Linked DNA regions of Gossypium hirsutum: region 2 is linked to region 1. A link is a contact called in public Hi-C data. All regions are on one chromosome and are shown on one strand. Each heading gives the region's core, a stretch centred on a gene start, on an enhancer-like site or on the middle of the called end of the contact. The rest is flanking DNA. Distances are from core to core; before and after follow the strand shown.

The links. Hi-C and Micro-C count contacts between places; a contact is called where the count stands out from the background.
Region 2: a contact with region 1 is called in a Hi-C map of leaf, with 1.7 times the contacts expected there. The contact joins the promoter of LOC107901367 here to the promoter of LOC107901371 in region 1. A contact is called at or near these places in 3 of 34 Hi-C or Micro-C datasets (leaf and seedling).

The regions. Positions count from the first base shown.
Region 1 is chrD06:7,264,237-7,269,568 of Gossypium_hirsutum_v2.1, forward strand. LOC107901371 (transmembrane 9 superfamily member 11) reads right to left here and starts at 2,069. Exons shown (of 1, transcript XM_016827338.2): 1 at 1-2,069. The coding sequence starts at 1,671.
Region 2 is chrD06:7,478,419-7,483,750 of Gossypium_hirsutum_v2.1, forward strand. LOC107901367 (peptidyl-prolyl cis-trans isomerase CYP28, chloroplastic) reads left to right here and starts at 2,398. Exons shown (of 2, transcript XM_016827334.2): 1 at 2,398-3,144; 2 at 4,708-5,242. The coding sequence starts at 2,484. The coding sequence ends at 4,916.

The DNA of each region.
Region 1 (5,332 bases), core at 819-3,318:
CACAACAAGTAAGACCAGAACAATGAACAGAAACCCAAAGACATAGTACACTCGTCCCATCCAAATGCTAGACATGATGAAGAAAAGCTCGATGAAAAGGGTACCAAAAGGTAGAGTCCCAGCACCAAGAACTAACAACCAGGATGGGTACTTTTGAGCTGGAATTTCCCGAGGGATTTGGTTGGTTCGAACAGGATATTCGATATGAGGTGCCTTAGCCCCAAAGTATCCACCAACTAGGGTGAGTGGAACCGAGATACAGAACCAAAGTAAAAGTAGAATAACAAAGAGAGAAAATGGAATAGCTCCAGTGCTGCGACTTCCCCACAACAGGAAATTCAAAATGGTTAGAATGAAAAAGGCAATACCGGGGAAGAAACAAGCAGCTTTCCAAGCAACGGAAACCCATCCTTTGTGATCTCCGAAGCCAATTGTTCTCCAAAGACGAACTGCAACGTAGCCAGCTGCAATACCAAGAATCATGTAGGAAAATAGCATACCTGTAATGAGAGTTCCACGGGACGCTGGTGACATAAATCCAAGAGCCGCAAACAATATTGTCACAATTGCCATCCCAAGGATTTGAACTCCATCCCCAACCATAATACACAAAAGGGCAGGATTGGATGGGGCACGGAAAACATCCCCAACAACTAGCTTCCACCCAGACAGCTCCTCGTTCACCATTGCTTGCGCCTCCTTATCAAGCTCCTCATACCGAGTCAGATCCCGCCTGACAGTCCTTAAGAAGATCACAAGGACTATACCGGCGAGGAAAGTGATCACCATAAGAGAATTCAAGATTGAGAACCAATGGACTTTAGCTCCCTCCATCTTCAAATAAGCATCCCAACGAGATGGCCACTTGATATCGCTCTCCTCGAAAGTAACTTCATAGGTGAAGACAATTGGCTCACCTTCCTTGATGGGCATTGACACAGTAGTCGGTTCACATTTAATCGGAGATGGGTATTTTTCATACATTTTCAAGTTCTTAACCAAGTCACCATTATGCACGACACTGCAAGGAACCACCTCAAACCCGACAACCATATAACCAGGAACATCCGATCCCTTATTGCCGACACTAGGGACACCCTCAACAGCATCCCCAGTCCCCATAACACGGGCTACATTTGTCTCTTCATACTTATGAACAAGTACCTTAAATTTCAAATGATTAAACACATAATACCCATCCTTAATCTTAACACCAATCGGATACCCAGTCCACCTCAACATAAAACCCTCTTTCCTAGTATACCTTATAGCAGGCAGATTATCGAGAATCAAGTTAACTTGATACATCTCGTCAATCCTCTTCGTCAACAACTTAAAATCATCAGACGAGAGCTTATTGGTTTGACACAAGAAGATCTCCGTTTCATTAGTGTGCATCTTAAACCTATATGGTGAGTTCTCAATCCGATCTCCCATGAGAAGCTCACCAAGATTCTCAGCACTATCCTTAACACCCTCTACAGGCTTACAAAAGGGCAAACTGTAATAGCTAAAGGGCATTTCAGTATCAATGGAAGTCAAGGAATTCACTTTGACAGACAAATAATTCCCTACCACATGTTTCAGAGGGTAGCTACCAGGCAAATAAAACCCGTACCCAGATTGAAATATCAAGCAAATTGTTAATACCCAGATCCCAAAATTACCCATCACTCCAAATTTTGTCAGATCTGGGAAAACCCAGAACGAGAAATGTGTTTTTTAGCAAAGATACAGGTAAATTCCGATGTGGGTTTTGAGCAAACAATGGGAACAGCACAAAATCTAGCAGTGCATGTAACAATGGAAGGAGAAATAGAATTACCTGCTCCTGCTGAGAGAGCAAAATGAAGAGCCTCTATGAAGAGACTTAAAGTCTGAACATAGAGAGATCTTCAAAATGTTCCTTCTTGGTTTCCAAGGAAAATGCACTTTTGAGAGGACGAGAGTAGCAATGGAAGGCACGATGGCGGGTCTTATATGATTGGGTTTCTTTTTTTCTTTTTTTTTTTTCCTTTTTTTGCTCTGAAAAAAACTCTACTACCGACACCATGTTTTGAGTTTTCTTTTTCTCTCTTTTTTCCTCTTGAAGCTTTCTTGAATTACACGTTTTTGACTCTATTAGCTTTTTTGGTGAATATACTAGACAGGTCCTTCTATTATAAGGACTAAATCATATTAGTCCCTCCACTATTATATCGATCAAATAAAGCCATTTCAACCGAGTTACTATTTAATGTTTAAAAAATATCATTTCTTATTTAAAGGATTTATATTTTAAAAGCTTTTTATGATTCATAGATTAAATATTTTATTTAGAGTTCAATTGTAAATGAAAAAATAAATTTTCATGTTATCTTTTAAATAATAAATGTTAATTTTTTTATTTGATCTTTTCATTTTTTTAATAGTAAAGGGACTAATTTAATCTAGTCCCTATAATAGAGTGACTTTATAGCTACTTTCACCAATTTTTTTGTTCTAGTTTTTATCTATAAAAGATCGTTCAATTTCTTTTTCAAGCTTTTTGCCAATGAAATACGATTTATAATTAGATTATTTGATAAATGATAACAAAATCTTAAATGAAATAAAGTAAAATAAAAAAAATATTCTTTATTAAGTGATAAATAGGTGTTATCTACTTATCATGTTTCACACTTTCTGTAGGAAAAAAGTTCTATATAATAAATTTCATTACGGGTTATCAGAAGTATTCAAAAAATTAAGTTCTTAAAATTATTATATATATTTTTCTAACACTTTATCAAAACTATTATTTTTATTTCCTGTGTATAGTAGATAGTAGTTCGCTTTAAATTTAGTAGATTATTAGATTATTATGCATATTTTTAAAAATAATTCTTAAGAATATTGAAAAGTTGGTCCTTTTAGTTTAATTTATTAAAATTTAATCCTCATATATTATGAAAATTAATAAGTTAATCCAGTTGTTAGTAAACATAAATTTGAATAGTTGATTTTTTTTTACTTATTCACTCCATATATTATAAAATATAAGGATTGAATTTTGACAAATTAAAATAAATGGATGAAATTGGTAATTAAACCCTTTACTAACTTATATTCTTTGTTCTTTCTAAAAGAAGATCCTACTATGAAATCATTATAAATAATATAGTAAAATATTAATTTACTTGATTAATTATGATAACTACTCTTCGTATAAAGCATTAAATATACTTTTTTATACTTCAGGTCTAGTTTTTCAAGCCTCATGGCTGTCCTTCCCAACAATTTCGTCTTTAAAATTTAAACTTAAATCTTCCCATTAAAAGTACAATGTTTCTTACCATTACATCGGCCACTTGTTAGTAACATCGAATACATTTATTAATTACTAGTTCGAAAGCAATATAAAAACAATATAACTACCTTTAAAGAATAAATTTTAGTTACAATATAGGTTAAAATATGTCATAAATCCTTATACTTTTCATAAATTTAGAATTTAATCCTTATACTTTTATTTTGAGGAATTTAATCCCTCTACTTTTCAAATTTAAATATCCGGGTTTAGCTTGTTAATTTTTTAAAGTGAAATCTTGAAATAAATGAAATACTTGTCGGAATGATATAACTAAAAAAATGGCATTGTAATGAATATGAATTCAACAAAATAATTTTAACAATATTAACAAATTGGCCTATATTTTGAAATCTGAATAGTAAAGAGACTCAATTTCTAGAAATAAACGTACAAAACTTAAAATTCAAATTCATAAAGAGTATAGGAACTTATAACATATTTTAACCTACAATATAATGTGTAAATCTTAATTTGATACAATTATATGCATTTTAACCTATAATATAACACGTGAATATTAATTTAATGCAATTAAACATTTAACATTAAGTTTATGTTATATGCATGACATTTTGATTTTTTTAAAACTTTGTTTAGATTTATTGTTTATATTTAAAAAAAAACAAATAAATTAGGGGTTGGTTTTTATTGCTTTTGAAAAATATTATAAAAAATTATTTTCATATATTTGCTTCAAATTTAAGTGTCCAATATTATAGTCAAAAAGTATTTCTAAGATATAAAAAGTAAATTTTTTAAGTAATAAATTTAAATAAAATTTTTAATTATATAAACAATAAAAAATATTGTCATATGAATTAGATAATATTTTTAATTATTCTATTTTTATTGTCTCTAGACTCATATCTTAATTGACAAATTAAAATTTAAAATGTAAAGTAAAAATCTAAATATTAACATGCCAATATGTTGCTGTAAAACACTTAATATTTATAACTACAATTATAAATTAAATGCCCATAAATATTCAAAAATCATGTTTTTCGTGTGTCTACCACTATTGTCGAGTGTTCGATTATTCTAAAGAACTTTAATATGAAACAGAAAGAGCATATGTACCATGATAAATAGATGAATAAAGCTTACACTATACATTAAATAGGAAAGCAAATCGAATGAACATGCTACTAGAGATATTAGCAAAGTACTAAAAATTGATTTGTTTAAAAAAATTTAAAATTTAATATGAAAATTTATTCAATTATTACTAAATAAGATTTATAAAAATTGACTGTACTTTTAGCTATATACAATTTTTATACCAAATTTTTAACATTCTAAGTGTAATTAACGAGGATATACTTTATTATAGGATACAACAAATTTTTAATAACTTTTTTTGTACAATCTTTTACAATTTTTAATGATTTTTATACATTCTTTTATAAATTTTAACAAAATTTCATAATTTTGATATGTTTTATAGCTTCTATTATTTTTACAATTGTTTTGAAATTTCTAACATTTTTAAAAATTTAAAAAATATTTCTTTAATTTGTGTATTTCTGTATATATTTTTACCTATTTTTTAAATATAGTATGCCACAGTCTAATTAACTAAAAGGATAGCCAGAAATAGTGTTGGAATGACTCTCAACAAGTTAACTAGGGTTAATATAGCTTAAATCTAGCTCTCTACCCACCACCTAATGAGCAAAGAAAACTCAAATTTTAACCATCATTTTTTAACATTAATGGCCTTGTTTTGGTCAAACCAAGATGGCAATATCATTTAGCACCAAAAAGAAGGTAATGTGATTCAATCATATGGCATTTTTTATTGTTAAAGGTGAGCTGTTAAGCCTGTCTTCTACACCATTTGCTTAGCTACATAAAAAAATTATATTCTGATTGGATGCATAAAGAATGAAAGGTATATCATACAGGCCATGATGCACACATCTTACCAATTCCAATAATAAAATTAACAATTTAAAAGAACGAAAATTATATGAATGAAACAGCAACACCGATTTTCAC
Region 2 (5,332 bases), core at 1,148-3,647, 210 kb after region 1:
ATTTAATAAAATCATATAATTTAGATAAAAATCATTTTGAAGGTTGTAAAATTATTTTAAAATAAAAACACTTCATGAGTGGCTGCAAATATCAATATCCAAATACGAGTTTTAGAAGGCTCAAAACAGTCAAAAACAAACCAATGGGCACTAGACATGGGCTATGTATTGATACATATTGCTTGTCTACGTATATCCACATATGTCATGCAATAGAAAATTCTTCAAATTCCTGAAATTTAATGTATGGAAGATTAGGTAACCTTGTATTGACGACCCTTAAACTAGACATAACCCCAATTTGTTTAGAGCTAAAGAGTCACGCGATATCCCAACATTATCCCAAAAAATAGCAAATTCTTCATTTTCAAACTCACGTCAATGGTCATCCCGAATTCAAGTGATTTTCTTACCCATATGTGAGAGAGCTTAAACCGTAGTTCTATGAAAATTTGCAGCTTCCAATCACTGATTCAAGGAGGTATATGTAAACAATCAAAAGTAAATGAGTTACTACATGAGATAGAACTATATAAAAATGGCAGAAAATAAGAAATTTTTTGGACGAAAAATTAAGAAATGTTAGAACATGTAAAACAAATTGAATTAATTAGTGAGACATTAAAATTACAACACACAACAAAAGATCTATTTTCATCCTTATTTAACTAAAAACTAAACCAACATTACATGCATAATTATTTATAATATATTTTCAAAAATACTTAAATTCCCTCTATTAATTTTAGTGACTTCCATAAGAGCTGATTTTATATTATATTTAATTAACATAATACTGCCTAATATTCACAATAATCAATATAAAATATCAAAGTTTTAAACTGATGCAATTTCACCCTAATTTTTTTTTGTCAAAACTATGTTCTTTTATTTTTAAAAGAATTTAAAAATGAATCTCAAAGATTATTAACTTAATTAAAAATAAATAAACCCTATTTACTACTGTAAAAGACTCATGAGAGCTGAAAATATAATATATATACACACTAATAAGATTTAAAAAATTAATTGTAAAAGACAATTTTAACCTTGTTTAATCTAAAAGGTTAAAAAATTAAAATTAATATTGGATATAAATAAAAACTAAGCTCACAATTAAAATAAAATTCATAAAATAATATTTAAAAGAAAATTTATTTAATTGAATACATAATACTGGAATTTATATAGAAAGTGAAAATACTTAATTATTTGGTTAAAAGCAAGAAATAGATAGATAAATGAAAAAAAAATATCATCACTCGAGGCCAACCCATTTCAGAATAATCATGGTGTAATAGTTGAAGCGTTTTATCTGATGGTTGCATGAATATAAATCTTTTCAAAGGTCTTGAGAACGCCAATGCTGCCAAACTATCAGCTAGTTTGTTGCCTTCTTTGAAGATATGTGTAATCTGAACCATTCAAAAACGTTGAAGTAGATCCTTAATGGCTCGTATCACAGCTAAATATTATTTAAATTTAATATACCTATTATTTATATAGTGAATATATTATATAGATATGTAAACTACCAAAATAGTTACTTTTGTTTGAAATATTACGTTTTAGTCACTTATGTTATCGTGTTGTAACATTTTGTCACTGAGTCTTTAATTGTCATTAATGGTGTAACGGAAAGCTGACATGACACGTTAAATCATCATTTCAAATGAAAATTTTAGGTTAAATTATACAATTAGTCCCTATATTTTTTCATTTTGAGCAATCTAATATTTTTCTTTTATGTTCTTTTAACTTTCTTTTCTTTTTCTTTTTTTTTTTCATTCTATTCTGCTTCTCCCTCTGTTTTCCTCTCTTCTTTATTTCTTTTAACGTAAATTTTCTATGTTTTTCATTTGTTAAAACTAGTCCACAAGCTCACCTCACTCGAAAAAAATTAAATTGTTCAAAAAAATAAAAGTATAGGGACTAGCTTTAACAAATGGAAAACATAGAAAAACTACATTAAAAGAAATGGAGAAGGGAGGAAAATAGAGGGAGACGCAAAAGAGAATAGAAAATAAAGGAAAAAAAAAAGAGAGAAAGTGAATAGAACATAAAAGAAAAAAATTAAATTGCTCAAAACGAAAAAATATGGAAACCAATTGTATAAATTAACCTAAAATTTTTGTTTGAATTGATGATTTGATATGCCACGTCAGTTTATAGATATACCGTTAACGGCAATTAATGACTCAGTAACTAAAACGTTACAACGCGATAACGTAAGTGACCAAAACGTAACATTTCAAACATAAGTGACTAAAATATAACTTGAGATAAATAAAAATAACTATTTTGATAGTTTACCTTGTATAGATAGATTCACTTTCCATATTATTTGTAATTTTTTATAACATTATATTAAAATTGAAAAAGAAAAAAAATAAACTAAAAAGAATAGTTGTGTAGGCCCCGCTCTCCCCCTAGCTTCCAAGTTCCAACCACTCCAATCTCCTTCTGCTCCTTTCACTACTCTCATGGCCTCCCCTCTATCACCAATCCATCCTCTACCCTTTCTCTCTTCTTCGTTCACCGCTACCACCCTCACTCGCCGCTCTCTTCTCCTCTCCTCCACCCTCACCACTACCCTCCCCACCACCCCTCTCTCATTACCACCTCAACTAGACACCAACATAACCGACCGGGTCTACCTTGACTTCTCCCTCTGCCCGACCTACTTCCGCAACGCTACTGCCGCCGACAGCATCCCTCTATGCTCCGACCCTTCTCCGTTAGGCCGCCTAGTCCTCGGCCTCTACGGCAACCTCCTTCCTCTAACTGTCTCCACTTTCAAGCGCATGTGCACCTCTTCCTCCTACAAAAACACCCTCGTCCACAAAATATTCCCTGGGCAGTTCTTCCAAGCTGGACGCCAAGGCCGCAGTAGAGAATACGGCGAAGTCCGTTTGCCCCCTGCCTTGGACTTGCCTCGGAACACTGAGACTGTCGACTCTAAGGCCTTCTTGCTTAAACATTCAAGGCCCGGTGTCGTTTCCCTTTGTTTGTCAGAGAACGACGACGACGATGAAGTTAAGCTTGATTCTGAGTATAGGAATGTTGAGTTCTTGATTACTACAGGGCCTGGCCCCTGTCCTCAACTCGATAACAACAACATTGTTTTTGGGACCGTGCTTGAAGGTAAGGTTTTGGTCTCTATTTTATGTCTGAAATTGTTGAAATTAGTTCCATTTTATGTGGTTTTTGGGTGTCTAGTCTTGTCGAATTCCATAACAGATCACGATTATATATAATCTTGGAATAAATTAAGGAATAACTGAAGAAATATATCTGAAATTTGGATTTGTTGAGATTAAATGTCATAGTTTTTATTTAGCAGAGGACTGGTTTCTATATATCATGACTGTAGTCTAAATTGTGGTCTCTGTGTTAAGGTTTGCATGTCATCGTCTTTGAATGCCCTTGTCTTTATGAAAATATGACCTCCTCATTGCGATCTCATTGCAGTAGTTTATAGTATTAAAGTACTAGTATTCGACACTCATATCCGATGCATATTCGGACAAAAGTATGTCCCTCCTCCAAATACATGAAAAAACCTTAGAAAAAGTTGAACATACCCCAGTCTGAGTAATATAGGATCTTAAGCTAGATGACATAGTAAAATGGATTGAGTAATCTTAAGATGCATGTTCGTGAACTTTCAGTGGAGAACTACAAGATCTCAATCAGTTATTGAACATAAGTCTGGATCCTTATACAAGCCTTGCTGCTTTGATGCATATTGATTTCTAATGGTTTGCTTCTATTCTGGTTAACATGTGCTTCTGCATTTATCTTGATGCAACAACTCTGATCAAAGCTTCAAACTCTTGTCAAAACTGGGGACATGGTTTTGCCGGAATTAGGATTTAGAATTTAGGAATGTATATCTTGGAAAACACTTATTTGGAACTGTACCAAGTTTAATTCTTATTTTTGGAGTGTATAGTTCCCACACAGTTATAAGCTTTAGGTGAACAGCATAATAAAATAGAAATGCATTTGGATGGCATCTCCATCAATGCTCAAGGGGTTATGTTACTCCAACTCTTTATTTTCTTTATAGTATCTATATCCAACACTCGTGTTTGACATATATAGTCAGACAGGGGTACAGGTGTATGATTCTTTAAATATACAGAGAAAATAAAACTTTAAAAAATTGAGCATCTTTGTATTGAATGCATGCTTATATCCAACATTCACATCTAAGCCTAAGTAATATAGGCTATAGTGCATTGCTTTCAGTGCTTTGCCGTGGCTTTTGGTGCCTAATTTTGATTCATTAAGCTCAAATGCCCATAATTTTAGTAGGGCATCTCTCTATGTTTCATGGCAGTCAAGATCGCTTATAGAAAACCTACTTGTAATCTTAAAACATCCTAACACTGTAAGTAGAAATACAAGATTTCTCTCTATTATCAGATATAAACAAGTTTAGATTTCTTATACTGTTTCGATGATGCATATTCGCGTGTCTGTTTCCATTTGCCTTTCTAGCAAAATGCATACTATTCCTAACATGCTTGTACTTCTGAAACTCTGATATTACTGTGAAACCTCATATGTATTTATAGTTCATTCTGAACTTGAAGTATATGTCCTCCTTCAAAATCGAAGAATTCTTGGAAGTATACTCTTTTGAATTGTCTAGGTTTCGAAGAAATAATGCCACCTTTGATTGTTGTTATTTCATTTCAGGGTTGGCTGTTGTGACTGCGATCGCTTCCATCCCAACGTACAAACCATCAGAAAGAATTCGGCAACTAAATGACTTGGCTGAATTCTTCGGAGATGAAAGAGCACAAAAAGGGCGCACGTTATGGAACAGGCCTCTTAAAACTGTTTATATCAGTGACTGTGGCGAGCTCCAAGTTACCAAGCCTTCAATGTCACCTACTCTGCCTTAAAACATCTATATATCAATTTATTTATTTTTATATATATATATATATATTCATTCTTTAGCCTCCCCTCATTTGCATGTACAAACTCCTTGTCTGTAATCTTGCATTTTTAGAAAGAGAAGAACACAAACATATAACATCTATGCATTAAACAATTAAGAGGAACCCCATTCCAGCAATTCAAGATTTTTCTTCTCCTATACAGAGAAAGCTTCAGTCTGGACTATGGGAATAGGGCTGCTGATGTTAAATTCGACTTACACTATATAATTGTATTTGTATGAATCAACTTAGTTAAATACCAAAGTCTAGCAATTCAAAGTTTTTAATTTGTTTGTCTACCTGTTTATAAATATGATCGAATTGATAGCAGTTTATAAATCTGCTGTGATTTGTGTAGAACTCATCAAACGGTTGCA